Linked DNA regions of Drosophila melanogaster: region 1 is linked to region 2. A link is a contact called in public Hi-C data. All regions are on one chromosome and are shown on one strand. Each heading gives the region's core, a stretch centred on a gene start, on an enhancer-like site or on the middle of the called end of the contact. The rest is flanking DNA. Distances are from core to core; before and after follow the strand shown.

Evidence for each region. A called contact is a pair of places that touch in the nucleus more often than the background predicts.
Region 1: a Hi-C map of the Kc167 cell line shows a contact between it and region 2, with 3 times the contacts expected there. The contact joins the promoter of cbt here to the promoter of lncRNA:CR44218 in region 2. A contact is called at or near these places in 5 of 107 Hi-C or Micro-C datasets (the D17-c3 cell line, the Kc167 cell line, the ML-DmBG3-c2 cell line and 2 more).

The regions. Positions count from the first base shown.
Region 1 is chr2L:477,295-483,960 of dm6, reverse strand. It overlaps cbt (cabut), which reads left to right and starts at 4,273. Exons shown (of 2, transcript NM_164384.2): 1 at 4,273-4,554; 2 at 5,757-6,666. The coding sequence starts at 4,486. All of the region lies in intron 1 of ush (u-shaped), which reads right to left.
Region 2 is chr2L:245,392-252,152 of dm6, reverse strand. lncRNA:CR44218 (long non-coding RNA:CR44218) reads right to left here and starts at 3,244. Exons shown (of 1, transcript NR_073677.1): 1 at 2,341-3,244. kis (kismet) reads left to right here and starts at 1,330. Exons shown (of 18, transcript NM_078717.3): 1 at 1,330-1,396. Rpp30 (RNaseP protein p30) reads left to right here. Exons shown (of 5, transcript NM_001272879.1): 2 at 1-174; 3 at 229-297; 4 at 352-626; 5 at 689-1,114. The coding sequence ends at 959.

The sequences.
Region 1 (6,666 bases), core at 3,024-5,523, 230 kb before region 2:
CCTACTTATTGACGATGTTGTTTATTTCAAGCGCACGACTGACTGATGATGAGATGAGCCTCGTTGCCATTAAGGCGTTCACCTGAACCGGTTCAGGGACGTCTATATCCCTACGATGCTATGTTCTGCCATTCACATCCAATTTCGTTTTGCATTCCAGGGACAACAACTTTCAAGTTCATACAAACATTTGGCAGCTATAGGAACTGGGCCAAGGTCGATTTTTACCGGCAGCCAGAACGGGAAATCGTATGAGAATAAATGCGAGAGGTGCGAGGGAGAAAAGGGGCAGCCAGAGAAAACGCATTAAACATTGACCAGGGCGAACCTTCGCAGCATCGTAAATTTCCATTGGTAAGACCGCAATCCCGACTGAAGGTCGTCTATGCCCCTTCCCTTGCTCTCTTAGCATTGTGCTCATAGTAGACCCCACTTAGCCTTGCTCCGAAGATTCGTAGACGCCGGTTCTCCGCGTTCCGTTCCATTCTGTTCCGACTTAGCTTCCAACTTTGGAGCAACGCGTCGGTGGGCACGTAGGCAGGGAGAAAAATCGACTTAGGGAGAGCAAGTGCATCATTTTGTAGGGGGGATTAAGATTCGTGATAAGTGGGTGGCAAGGGCCGGAAGAATGGGGGCTAGTTATAGAAAATCTTCTATAAGGGCAGTTTTTATACATATATTTCAAAGTCAGACATCCTTATCACAGATTAAATTAAACCTTCAAAAACATATTGCACTTCTAATTAAATAATTTGGTTTCTTTTGCTGAGCAATAGTGGAAAAAGAGATCGGGAATCACTCATTAGATTCGAGTTAGTCATGTGAGTCTTTATAACAAAGATAAATATTTTGATATTTGGCATATGTGACCGCCATATAGACCAATAAGAAGGTTGCGCGTCATGGTGAAATATGAGATAGTTCATAAACAAATTTACAAGATACTTTCTTTAAATATTGTAGACTTGACAATTACAATACAAGGGGAAATTCCGATTCCATTGATTAGTATCTTTCCATCGAACTAGTTGCACCAATTCGAAGAACCCCCATAATCTGTTCAATTGGGGAAAATCTTCTTGTTTGTAAACATGTTTACATGCGTGCTAAATGGAAATTTCTGATTCTTTTGACTTCTGACAAAGGCTGGTAAGCAATATGAAACCAAGAAACTAACGAAGTCTGCACTTGGAGTCACGAGTTGGGCTCATGACGTCATGGAGAGTTTTGACGATCTTGGCGCTTTTTTCGGACGACGTTGTAGCGTCGTCCACGCCCGCGTGCAAGCAGAGGCCAACAAACAGAAACTGTGTGGGAAATGTTTGTGAATGGGAATCGAGGGAAACTAGGAAAATGGGCGTCGCATTTGACGCGTTTGACGTTGTTGCCGTGCCGAATTATAGACCAGTTCCTTATGACTTTTGGTCAGACTGTGTGCCACTCGTTGAGTACATGATTAAATGGATATATGAATAATATCAATAAGCAGCGTTCTTTTTCGAGGCCCTCTGACGTCAGGGTCCACCTGTGATTGACATTTCGACCAACTCCACCGACGGAAAGTTGTCTGCTTGCGCCTTAGGCTTTATTCTGCATGCGATTCCTCTCCTCGTTAATAAGAAAAAAGGAGCGTAGGAGGCCTTGAACCCGGCAGAAGCTCACGCCAACGTCACGCTTATTATGCTGTGACCTTTGACGCGCAACAGGAGCAAGGAGCCAGCGTGGGTGTGACGTCACCGAGCCAACGAGTCTGCTACGTAATGCCAGATGCCAGAAGAGAGTTACGTCAATGCGCAAACTCGCTCTGCGAAAAACGATGAGTTATATGTACATATAACATACATATACATATATATATTGTATTTCTAAGTCGGCCTTTGACACACCGAAAAAAAGGTATTTTGCTTGCTTTTGTGTTGTAGGAACAAGTTTTGAAATCTAAATCAAAGAGTTATTTTTAGTTTTCAGTATTGTTAGTGAGGAATAAGCAATGAATTAACAAACTAAAAAAATATATGTAATACAGCAATTCTATTGTGCAATTCTATAGCACTGACACTCAGTTTTTTCCAGTAGTCAGCGGCCTACGTGCGTTTCCGAAAATGTGCGTGGGCACACGTGAGTTCTGCGAGTCCAGATTTCGCCATCCCAGATTGAGTGGGTGGGCGTGGGAGCTCCGTGGGCGAATGCAAGTCAAGGGAACTGAACTTGAACCCGCCGGGGAGCCGAGATATACGTCTATTTTTAGATCTAACCTGCGGCTGCTGATTGTGTTCAGCCTCCGCAATGCACATGAATTCCCGCTTGATGGATTTGCGAGGACTGGAGGAGCTGGCCGGTGGGGAGCTTCAACTGCGCCGCAGTTTGCATTCAAAATGCGGGGGGTGGGGCGCAATGGAGAGGGGTGCGGTAACGGTATATCGGCCCATTTACACGCCCACATTCGCGAGAGAGTGGAGGCCATCGCTTCAAGTTCCGCGCAAAATTTACACACGAATTCCGATTCCAATCACAAACACGAAGCAAAGACAAAAACAAAAACGCAAGTACTGCAAACCCCCACACGCACACAAGCGCACAGATAGGCACGCCACAGACTGCTGGCATTTTCGCCTCGTCTCACTCGCACTCACTCACTCGTCCGCTCAGGCAAAGTATCAACAAATGTTCACGTGAACATCATGAGGTCAACGCGTGATACCAGACGGACCCACACAGACACTCACGCACACCATAAAACACGCAGGCGAGCTGTTCAGCCGTCAAGAAGGTTATTTTCGAGGGGTCCACTTGGGCATACCCTCTAAAAGCGGCGATAAAGCAGTAGGAGACGGATGGAATGACATTAATTTAGTAACGACAAATATAAAATTTCTTTTTAGGGAATGTGAAGAAAAATAAAACTTAAACTTTTCAGAGATCTGCATCTAATCTAGCTGCTCCCATGCTACCCCTGAATACCCTACACGGCCTGAACAGTCGCCCCACAAGTCTGGTGTGGGGTATGGCGTGCTAGTTATTCGTTGTTGTTGCGCAAGAGAGCGCCAATAACCACAGCTGTTTCTGCCGCTCGCTCTTTGGTGTGTGTGCTCTGTGTACGAGCCCCTTTTTGCTTTGAAAACTGTTACAGGCGAAACGCGAGCATTGCCAGGTAGAATTTACCCGTGTCCTAGGAGGGTTTTCAAACAAAATAAATGTAATCAATTGACGACTTAATTGAGTTACATGCATTCACTGGTGGTGAATAAGAGGATTTTGAAATGCCTGCTTTTCGTGACTCATCTTTGTTATCTCCCAGTTTCTTGGGCCTGGCAATGCTCCCCGTCAACTGTTGAGCTCCCATACTCTCCTGCTTTCGCACTATGCCTTTCGTTTATTAATGAAATCCGTGTCTGCTTAAAGTCAGACTTCCAAAGTTAATGCAAATATATGCGGCCAGGTCTTAGATTTCAGCTTGAGGGGCGTCTGCCAGGTTTCGAGCCAGTTTTAAAGTATTTTTTCAGCCGATTATTCACAGACTTCCGTGGCAACAACTACGTCAGCTACTCAGACACGGCTTTGGGGTGTGTCTGTGAGTGTGTCGGTTGGTGTGCGCTGTGCACGCGGCTGGGGCATGCACAGCCCATGAATAGACAGCCGATGGAGCCCCACACCCTCCCCAGCTCCTCCTCTACTGACCCGTTCTCTATAGCACCAAACACAAGACCCCGCAGTGAACAGCTGATGACGTCCATGCGTTGATTACGTGCTCTGCGGGCCTCTCTCCTACTGGCTGTGTGTCTGTGTCCTGCACAGAAAGAAATCGCTTCGGTGATTTTTTGGGTCTTCTCGGAAAAGATGGCAACATTTAAAATAGCCATACACTTTTAGAGAGTTTACTAAAAACGATTTGGGTTCACCTGAATCTCTTTTAACTTATTGCCAACCAACATTACAGTCTAAAATTGAGTTAACAGAGATGTCATTCTTTACGGGCTATTTTGTCCGGTGCACGTGGGTTGCTGAGAGGTGAGTGAGCAGGAGACCTGACCTTTTTCTTTTTTGCGCCCGAGAGAGAGGAGCCGAGGAGGTGCTGCCCACGTTGCTGGCTGATGTTCGTCCGGGTTACATTGCACTGGTTGCTCCACTGCCGATGACGATGGCCCGCTCACACACACTTGCCCGTTTCCAAGTGATTACGTCGTCGGCGGCTCCACTCACTCACACTTGCACAGCCTCTGCCGGCAGCGGCGTCGGCGGCGGCAGCTCTGCTGGGAGCTGAATGGCTTTGCCTTTTTCATTCGTCTCTTGAATTCCGAACGCAACGGTTCGCCTTCGCTCCAAAACGGCAAGCGGCACTTGAAAGCGCCAGTGCAAAGTTAGCTGAAGTGCAAAAATCTACACAAACTGAGATTAAACCAAGTGATTAGCCCCGGAACAAAACAAACAAACAAACACAGACTCTTCAATAAAAAAAAGAGAGTGCAACTGAAATTTGAAAGTGCAATGGACATGGATACCTTGCTACCTTCACCACCCGCAACGCCCCCACTAAGGGAAAACAAGTTGGAAATCGTAAGTGACCTACAAAGTGGATATATACAGTGTACGCTAGTGTAATTAGTGCTTATTGAGTGGGGATAGTGCATTCAAGGCAGCGGAAAATCAAACGGAATCGTACTTAGCTCGCTCTCGCTCCCACTTGCCGCGTTTCTAAAAACAAAGTGCCTCGTCCCGCTCGCACTCGCACACAGCCATGCGATCACGCAGCCAACACGCTTTCACGTGAACACCGCATGCACAGCGAGTGATGTGTGAGTGCGAGCGAGAGGCCGCAGCTGAACATTGGACTTGGCACCACTAGGAAAAAACAACAGAAAAGCAAAAGAGAGAAGGTGAGTTGCCAATTGGCAACTGTAGGCGAGCGGTGGAGTGTGAGAGGAAAGAGAGGGCCTAGCCAAAAGCTAGGCAAACAGGCCAAGCCCCAACCCATAAAACCATGTCACATTTCTGGCTCGTTTTTTATCTGGCCAAGAAAGAAACAAACAAACACTGTCGCACATTAGAGCGCAACGTGCCGAGCCCATAAAAAGATTTCGACGTCTTCGCACGAGTCATAATACACCCCTCGCATTCGCCTTCCCCATGAAATCACCCACCTGAGGCACGTCATAATAATACTGGTGGTGTGGCTGCATTTTCCTTGCATGCTTTTAGGCGCAATTTTTAAATGGTTCTAGAATATGCGCCGAAAACGCAACAGTTGCTCATGTTTTCATCCTTAAAAATTAAGTAGTGAAATTTGAAAAGTCCATATTAAGAACAGTTTTTAAAATTTTAAGACATTTTTTGTTTCTGTCAGGAGCACATCAATTTAAAGACTTTTATGTGGTCATCAATACAGTATTCACCTTTAACATTTACATACGTCTATAATTTAAAGCACAGCTGGCAGCAACAGTTAATGAGTAATATTCTGTCACCCCAAACGGCCTTTAAAAGAGTTCAAAAACCGCCAAAAACAAAGTTCCCTTGGCCTTTCGAAGGAGCATTGAACCTGGGGTTGGGCGGGGTATTGCAGGGTGTGTGAAGGTTAACGGTGAACGGCCTTGTCAGCCGCCGGCGTAATTAGCGAATTGCGAGGAAAAGTTATTGTGGGTCAATGCTGGTCAGCGAAAAGTGAATGGGACTGTGAATGTGAATGCACTCCTCAGAACATAAACTCGACAATGTTAACGAACTCTGACTAACCCTGAACTTGTTCTTTCCTTTTCCAGGTCGCCAAGGACGAACAACAGGTGAACGAGAATCTGCTAAAGGCAAAGCTCAAGCTGGTGGCCCAAAAGAGTCAGAAAAATGGAGGGATTATTACACCAAATCCATCGGACACGGAAGACGAGGCTCCCGAAATAGCGGTTCCCAACAAGAAACCCCGTTTGGAACAACCTGCTATGAGCATGACACCGCCGCCGGATCAAAAGCTGGACGATGATCAGAAAGCGGAAAGGGTTAGCGTCATCATGCGGGTCAACAGTTCTGGCGCTGTCTCTTCTAGTAGCCAAGACGAGAACTCATCTAGTTCCACCTCCTGCTGTAGTTCCTCTTCCAACACAAACACAAGTACAAGTTCAGTACCACCCACTGTGGAGGACGACTATCCAGAGGCCAATGTGTGGCGCAATCTCAAGTTCAAAATGAACAGAAAGCGTGCTGCAGAAGTGGCACTACCCCCAGTACAAACACCCGAGACACCAGTTGCGAAGCTTGTAACGCCACCTGCTCCAGCGGAATGCATCAAGGAGGAGGAAATAAAACCTATTCTGACACCGATATATGTTAGCCCAGTAGCTTCGTCTGCCAGCCAACTTATCCTGCTCAGCACAGTGGCCGCCCAACAGAGCCCCACACCCGTACCCAAAACGCCAACAATGTCCGAGGAGAAACTAACAACCAGAATTACGGCCGCCCAGGCGGCGGCCACCAGAAGTCGCATCTACGAGTGCAGTTTTCCCGATTGCGGCAAGAATTACTTCAAAAGCAGTCATCTGAAGGCCCACCAGAGGGTTCACACCGGCGAGCGACCCTTTATCTGCAAGTGGGAGAACTGTGACAAACGATTCTCCCGTTCCGATGAGTTGTCCCGACACAAACGGACCCACACCGGTGAAAAGAAATTCCAGTGCAGCG
Region 2 (6,761 bases), core at 1,995-4,494:
GTGGCCATCGACCAGAGTTTCGACCACAGCAAAAAGGATCCGGGCAAACGTGGGTCCGAGATGTTTCCCGAGCCTCATAAGATCGAGCATCTGCGCAAGGAGTTCCAGGACAAGCTGAGAATCCTGCAGAGAATCACCATTCTCTACGTAGACGTCAATGTGGCCCACGCGATGGTAGGAACACTTGATGATGGATAATAGCAAGTTAATTTGTATTTGTTGCTGTAGAGTGTCTCCCATAATCTGCGGAAGTTCAATCTCATCGCTGGCCAACCGAAAACAGATGCCGCCCTGACGGTAAGTCACTATAAGTACCACCTTCAAATCATCATTTAACACGGACCATCTAAGCACTGCTGCACTGCCTTCAATGGGGACTTGATAACTTTTGATCCTGTGGCTGGGTCCCGACTCTTGGTAAACCGAAAAGCATACCAGGTGGCAGTCCGTCGGGGCATGTTCTTCGAAATTAAATACGCTCCATCTATCTGCGATTCGAATAACAGGAAGGACATGATAAAGATCGCCCAGAACTATTGCACCAAAGGGAAGTCCAAGAACGTTATCTTCAGCAGTGGTGCGGCGCACGAATTCCAGCTGAGAGGACCTTACGACGTTGCTAATTTGTAAGATATAGCTAACTAGATTACCTTTAAGATGAAGTCTAATTGGTACTAACATTTTAAAGGGCCTTTATCTTCGGCCTATCAGAGGACCAAGGGAAAAATGCTGTGGACGGGCACTGCCGGGAACTTTTCCTGAAGGCTGAGGCGCGTCGTCTGGGAAAAACCATCATGTTTCTCAAAGGAAACGGTCCCATAATATACTCGGATAGCTCTGAGGACGAGAAAAGCACCGAAGACGAAATGAAGGGTCTAAAACCGCAAATTGGAAAAGCGGATGCATTTGAAGTCAAAGACGGAACTGAGCACGCTATTAAACGACTTAAAGTGGCGTAGCCTTTAACTAAAATACATCAGCTTTTTTAATAAGTTGGCTAGTTTTGATTTTACGACGAAAGCCGGCTAACGTAACGTAATGGTTTTGGGTCTAGGCTGCACGTGGTTTGGGTCCAGGAAAAGGTCGACAGTTTTACTTCAGCAGCTACATGTCTAACTATACCCGATTGACTATGCTAATTATCGTTAAATTTTAAGTTGTTTGTTAAATAATATTTCCGTTTGTTGTCATTTGTACATTAGTGATGTCAGTAGCGATATTTAAAATAATATATCGATGGCATAAAAAGAAGAACCATCGATTGGCGGGTATCCGGGACTTCTGGCAACATTGATTTTCGTCCCAGCTCTAGCGTACAACAACAAAACAAAATGGAGGTCTTTGATGTGTGTGTCGCGTTGTCTTGAAATTTGCTGCTAGAATTTTGCGTTAAACGGTAATTTAAAGTGCAAAGTAATTAAGAAAAATTGCTTTAAAACGCTTGCCAGGGTGCCGGCATCTGGAAAAGCACCAAATCTGATCGGAGTTGAGCGTATTTTAAGCAAAATTAGCATTTGAAAAGTGGTCGAAACCGAGTCACTTGAAAAGAAAAAATGTGCAAAGAGGAGAGTGGAGAGTAAGACAGAGAAAGCAAAAAGAGCAAGAAGACAAGCGACGAGACGAAAAGAAAAACGGCAAAGCAAAAGAAATATATTTCGCGAGACTACGAAGAAAAGCTGAAAAGTAGCAGCCGTCGAATTTCAATTGTTTTTTCCCCCGCAGTTCCAAGTGCATTTCTCTATGCGCCTGTGTTCGTGTATGTGTGTGTGCGAATAATTAATGGCAAAATTGCCGAAGAACATCGAAAATCAAATCCGAAAATGTGAGCGGCGACCGTCTAATACAATTAAAAATGGTCATCATCGGGAAGTTTGTGTATGTGTGCGATGCTCGCTTGCGTTTTCGTCTTCATCATGTTTGAGTGTAATTATCACGTTGATTATTGCCTGCTCATTTGATTTCTTTCTCCAACTTCTATTCGCCATATTCTTTACTCCCGCTTTTTACTCAAAAAAAATTAAAACTGTTGGTGGTTATAGCTAGGACTTTTTTTCTCGTAACGCTTGTAGCATACATTTTGTGTATGTATTTGTGCCCCGTTTCGCTGCAGTGTTGCCAACATTATTCGGGTGATGCAGCGCCGCACATTTTGCACCTGTGCAGGAGACAATCTCTCCCCACCCTCACTCACGCCCCGTGGCGCATTTATCCATCTACCATAATGGCCATTGCTACAGTTGCTCTGCCAACGTCGCAGTCGACGTTCTCGTTGCTCTTTTCACAGTTTGTTATTATTGCGATGGGACAAACCGAAGTGCAAATCATATTCCCAAATTAATTGTCTTATTTTTCGATTAGGTTTATTTCAATGGCTCGATTTTAATTTAAGAAATAAACAGGAAAACTACTCGAAAATCTAGCAAAACATCCGCAGGTTTGAGAAGACGATTCTGTTGCAGATAAAATTTCTCCTCGTTTTTTCTACAAATTTAATCTGTGCTGCAAAACAACCAACAACTCGAGTGCAATCTTTTTCTTTTTATAACAAATTTGGTGTTCTTGGTCCAAGCTGCACTGTAGCTGTCATCAATATTTCTATATTGATAGTCTAAAGTAGCACTCACATAGATACAGTGCACATATGCAACGGTATCCCCATTTGCGGCTCTTCCTCTTTGATTGGTTTTTGCTCTGCTTCGGTCGCTGTGTCAACTCATCTGTCTGCCTCCATCTTCCTCGCTCCACTCGCTCTCTTCTCATTCGGTGCACACACTCACAGTTGGCAGTGCTTGGACACACGTTTTTCTAGCCGGGCCACTCTTTCTCTGATATGCTGGTCTGCTCTTACACACACACCGCCGCTACGACGCGCAATTGATGAGAGAGCGTAAAATTCATGCGCTTGTCGCCGCTCTCGACGCGTCGCGTCGTCTGTTGTGCATCTCTTCTTCTTCCACTCGGCGGCTGTAACAATTTTTTTCCATTCCATTCCATCTTCGTCTTTTTTCTTTTTTTTACTGGTGCAATTACCAAGGCGCAGAGATTTTTCCCCTCATTTCCAGCAATATCTATCGATTTCTTTGTTTCTTTTCGGCTGTAAAAAACTACTTTTAATTGTAATTACCGCGCGTTTGTGTGAGTTAGTGAGTAAGTGAGATGGAATCGGGCCGCGAGAAGAAGAAGCAACAGTCACAATTGCAACCGTTGCGCTTTTGTAGTTTTTGCCATTGCGTCTTCTTCTTGCAACGGCAATTGTGCTACAATTATTATTTCGCATGTGTATCTACACTTGAATTAGCATTGTTGTTGTGCTTCTTGTTGCCCTTTCATTCGCCGTCATCTGTCATTTCGTTGCGCTTAACTATCGATAACTTGCGTCCAAAATGATTGCGTGACCAAAAACCAAACCGAAAAACAAAAGAAAACGGGAGAAAAAAAACTAAAGAGAGCAACGTGAACCGTACAAATGAACTGTAAATTGTGAGAACCTGCGATAATAAACAAGATAAAGTCAAATGGATTAGCAGCAAAAAAATAATTTAAAAATGGTGAGTAATACTATTTTCAAGTAAATTGTTAATGTAAGTACTCCTCTCCAAACGGAGTCGTGAAAGTGCGAGCGATTTACAACAATGGCCAGGCAGAAAATGCTTTTTAGAAATAATTATGTATCTTTAACCGAAAACAGATACACACACTCAGCGAGACACGCAACACAGACATATAAACGAATTGAGCGAAAAGTCACAAACACAAACGCCAGCGAAATAATTTCAATCAACTCTTTTCGGCGAAGAAGAAGAAAAAGCAGCGAAAAAACGTCACACGCCTGTTTTCTCCCTTTACACCTCGCCTCTCGTCGTATTCTTCCCTCCCCCACTCGTTAATATGCGAATAATGCTAAAGTTGGGGCGAGTGGGCAGTTCCACCACTCATTGCTTACAGTTGTTCTTGTTTTCGTTCGGCTTCGCCGAAAAAATTTAAGTAAAAGGCGAAAAAATAACTTATGTGACGTGAAAATTTGAAGAACACCAGCTGGGTTGGTGGGGGGTATGTTAGAAATCATTGGGAAACAATAGTAAAGCTTTCTTTTCTCGGACTGCAAGTAAAATAGGTGGTAATATATGGATATTAGTTTTTACAGAATTAAATTATAAATTTAATAAAAGTATTGTGAAATTATTAAAATATTAAATGTGTTGCTGTTAACAGATGGATAATCACTCGGTAATCTGTAGTTAAGATTTTGGTAAGGTTCCGTTCAGGCTTTTGACGTACCACTGTACCCAATCAAAATGACCGACGAGCTCAACAAGAAGAGTGATGACGGGCGAGAGAACCGAACGATGGACGGAAAACCGGGCAAAGGCAGCGACAGAGACCAGCGACCATATAATATCATCCGTCCCAAAACACCGAATCAAAACCGACCAAACAACGTCAGGCAGCAACAACAAGGCAAACATATGAACGACGACGACCCCAACTCACAAATACAGCACACCCAGGCCAACAAACACACACAGATGCAGATACAGATACACATGTACAAACAAAAGGCATCACGATATGCGAATGCGAATAAAACAGCAGGAACAACTATGCGGCGAATTTGCACGAATCATGCGAATCTCCAACTCACGCACACATGCATAATACGTGTTTTGTACTTGTCGCCGTAATGTTGTCGCCGCCATTCGCCGTCTTTTCTTTGCATTGCTTCATTTCGCGATTTTCCCCTTGCAATCTCTCTCATCTGATGACCACCCAACAGCAATTGCACAGCGCAACTTTCTCGATTCGAAAAAATGTAATTATTTAAAGTTCACAAACTGCCTACTAGTGCACATGTGTAAACATAATTTTCTAGAAATTGTATTTGCATCTAATGACTGAAACAGCTCATATAGGTCATAAGTTTTGCTTACCATAAACTTATCAAATTTGTACATAGCCTTGTAAACTTTTTTAATCTCTCCTTTTTCTGCCCTGGCTCCCTCGGCTTTTTCGCACTTTTTGTTTTGACTGGCTCATCGCAACCTCGGTTTCCCACTCTCTTTCTATACGAAACAGTCGTTCTGTCGTTTTGTCTCTCAGTCGCTTTTCCTTTCTGTTTGTCTTTCATGCTATTCGTTGTCGGCTACGACGCTGACAGCTCTGCCGCCAAAGGCCGGCACACGGCCCCCCACTCAGCCGTCTGCCCCTTCCCATCCACTGCCGCAGCACGTGATATACATGCTTTGCTTTTGGTTTGCTCTTTATCGTACGCTATGCCATGCTTTTGCTTTTTGTTTTTTTCTCTGCCGACAAAATTTTTGCTCGTTTCACTTGTTGGGTTGTTTTTTTTTTTCTCTCGTTTCTCTTTGTCGTGTGTTTTCGCCGCTCGCTCGATTTCAGCCGGTACACCGCTCTTGAGAGAGCGACTCTCCACTCTCGCTCTTTCGGGGTTCTCTCTGTTTTATTGTTGCTAGATTCACAATGGGCGGCTCTATATCCATTCGATCCGGTTTAGGTCCAGGTGCAAATTTTATAAAACAGTTTCAACTCGATAATCGGGTCAGGACTTGTGTCCTACATGTGTGTGTGCTCGGCTTCCTTTAGTTTTCGGAGTTCTAGCGGGAAACATAGCGTCAGTTTTGCACTTCCAGATTCTCCCGTCTGACTGTTTGCAAAACTATTCTCATTGCATGTCAATGCATCCACCGATTAGGTCTTTTAGTCCCTGGAAGAGTTTTCCTCAGGGTTCATCCAATATTCAGGTGGGTATTGAACTGATAAATAAATGATATTTGATCTTAAAAATAATCATTAAAACATACGACTGGAATAAAATGCATTTACGCAATTCTTATCATTACGATAAACCACATGTTTATCAGTCAGTCGCAATGACAGTTGTCCAATTTATTTTTATACACAAATTTAGATAAGCGAAGTTTATGCATTTTGATCAATTTCTTGGCGTCAATGCTGCAACTACCGCATTCCACTCATCTCTAACGCCAAATGGGCCTGCCATAAATGTTCCGTTACACATTCAAAAGGCGGTGACGTGTTTGTAATTTTTGCCCAACTAACTTTTGTGGGATGTTTGTTGTTGTTGTGTGTACCTTTCGCTTGTTGCAGACTCAGTTTTAGCGGATGGCTCTCAACAGCAGACCAAAGCTCTTTGGCTTTTCCGAAAACTGTGTATGGCTTTCTGCTATTGTGCTTCTTCTTTTGCTACAGCTGCCGCTGTTACTTTACCTATTTTATTACCATTTTTGTGTATGTGTGTGTGAGTGCGCGTTTTGCTGCTGCGCCCATCTGTCTTTGCTCTGCTTATTCTTCGCCAGCGCCCCCCACTCTACCCTAATTCTCTTGCTTCAGCCGCTCTTCGGCTCTGTTTGGACCGCGCTAAGTGACGGACTTGGGTGCCGCTGTTGAATGTGGCTTTTCTTACAAAAACCAACTGTACTTTTTAGTTACTGTTAGCGCGGACACAGCCACTTGACTTGATTGTTATTAAACCCAGATTCATTCGTTCACATGCATACATGCATACATTTCTACCATATACGTTCATATATGCATCCTCCCATCAAGTTTGTGAGTTTTTATTATGTGACGACACTTTGCAAACACAACTGTGCACAGCACCGCAAAACGTAAAGTGTGCATTATGTGTGAACAATACTTTGTTTTTTTAGATGTCGTTATTGGGCTGGGTTAAAAAGGGATTTTTTTTTAAATACTCTCACTCTTACCGCACGGCTGCAGCC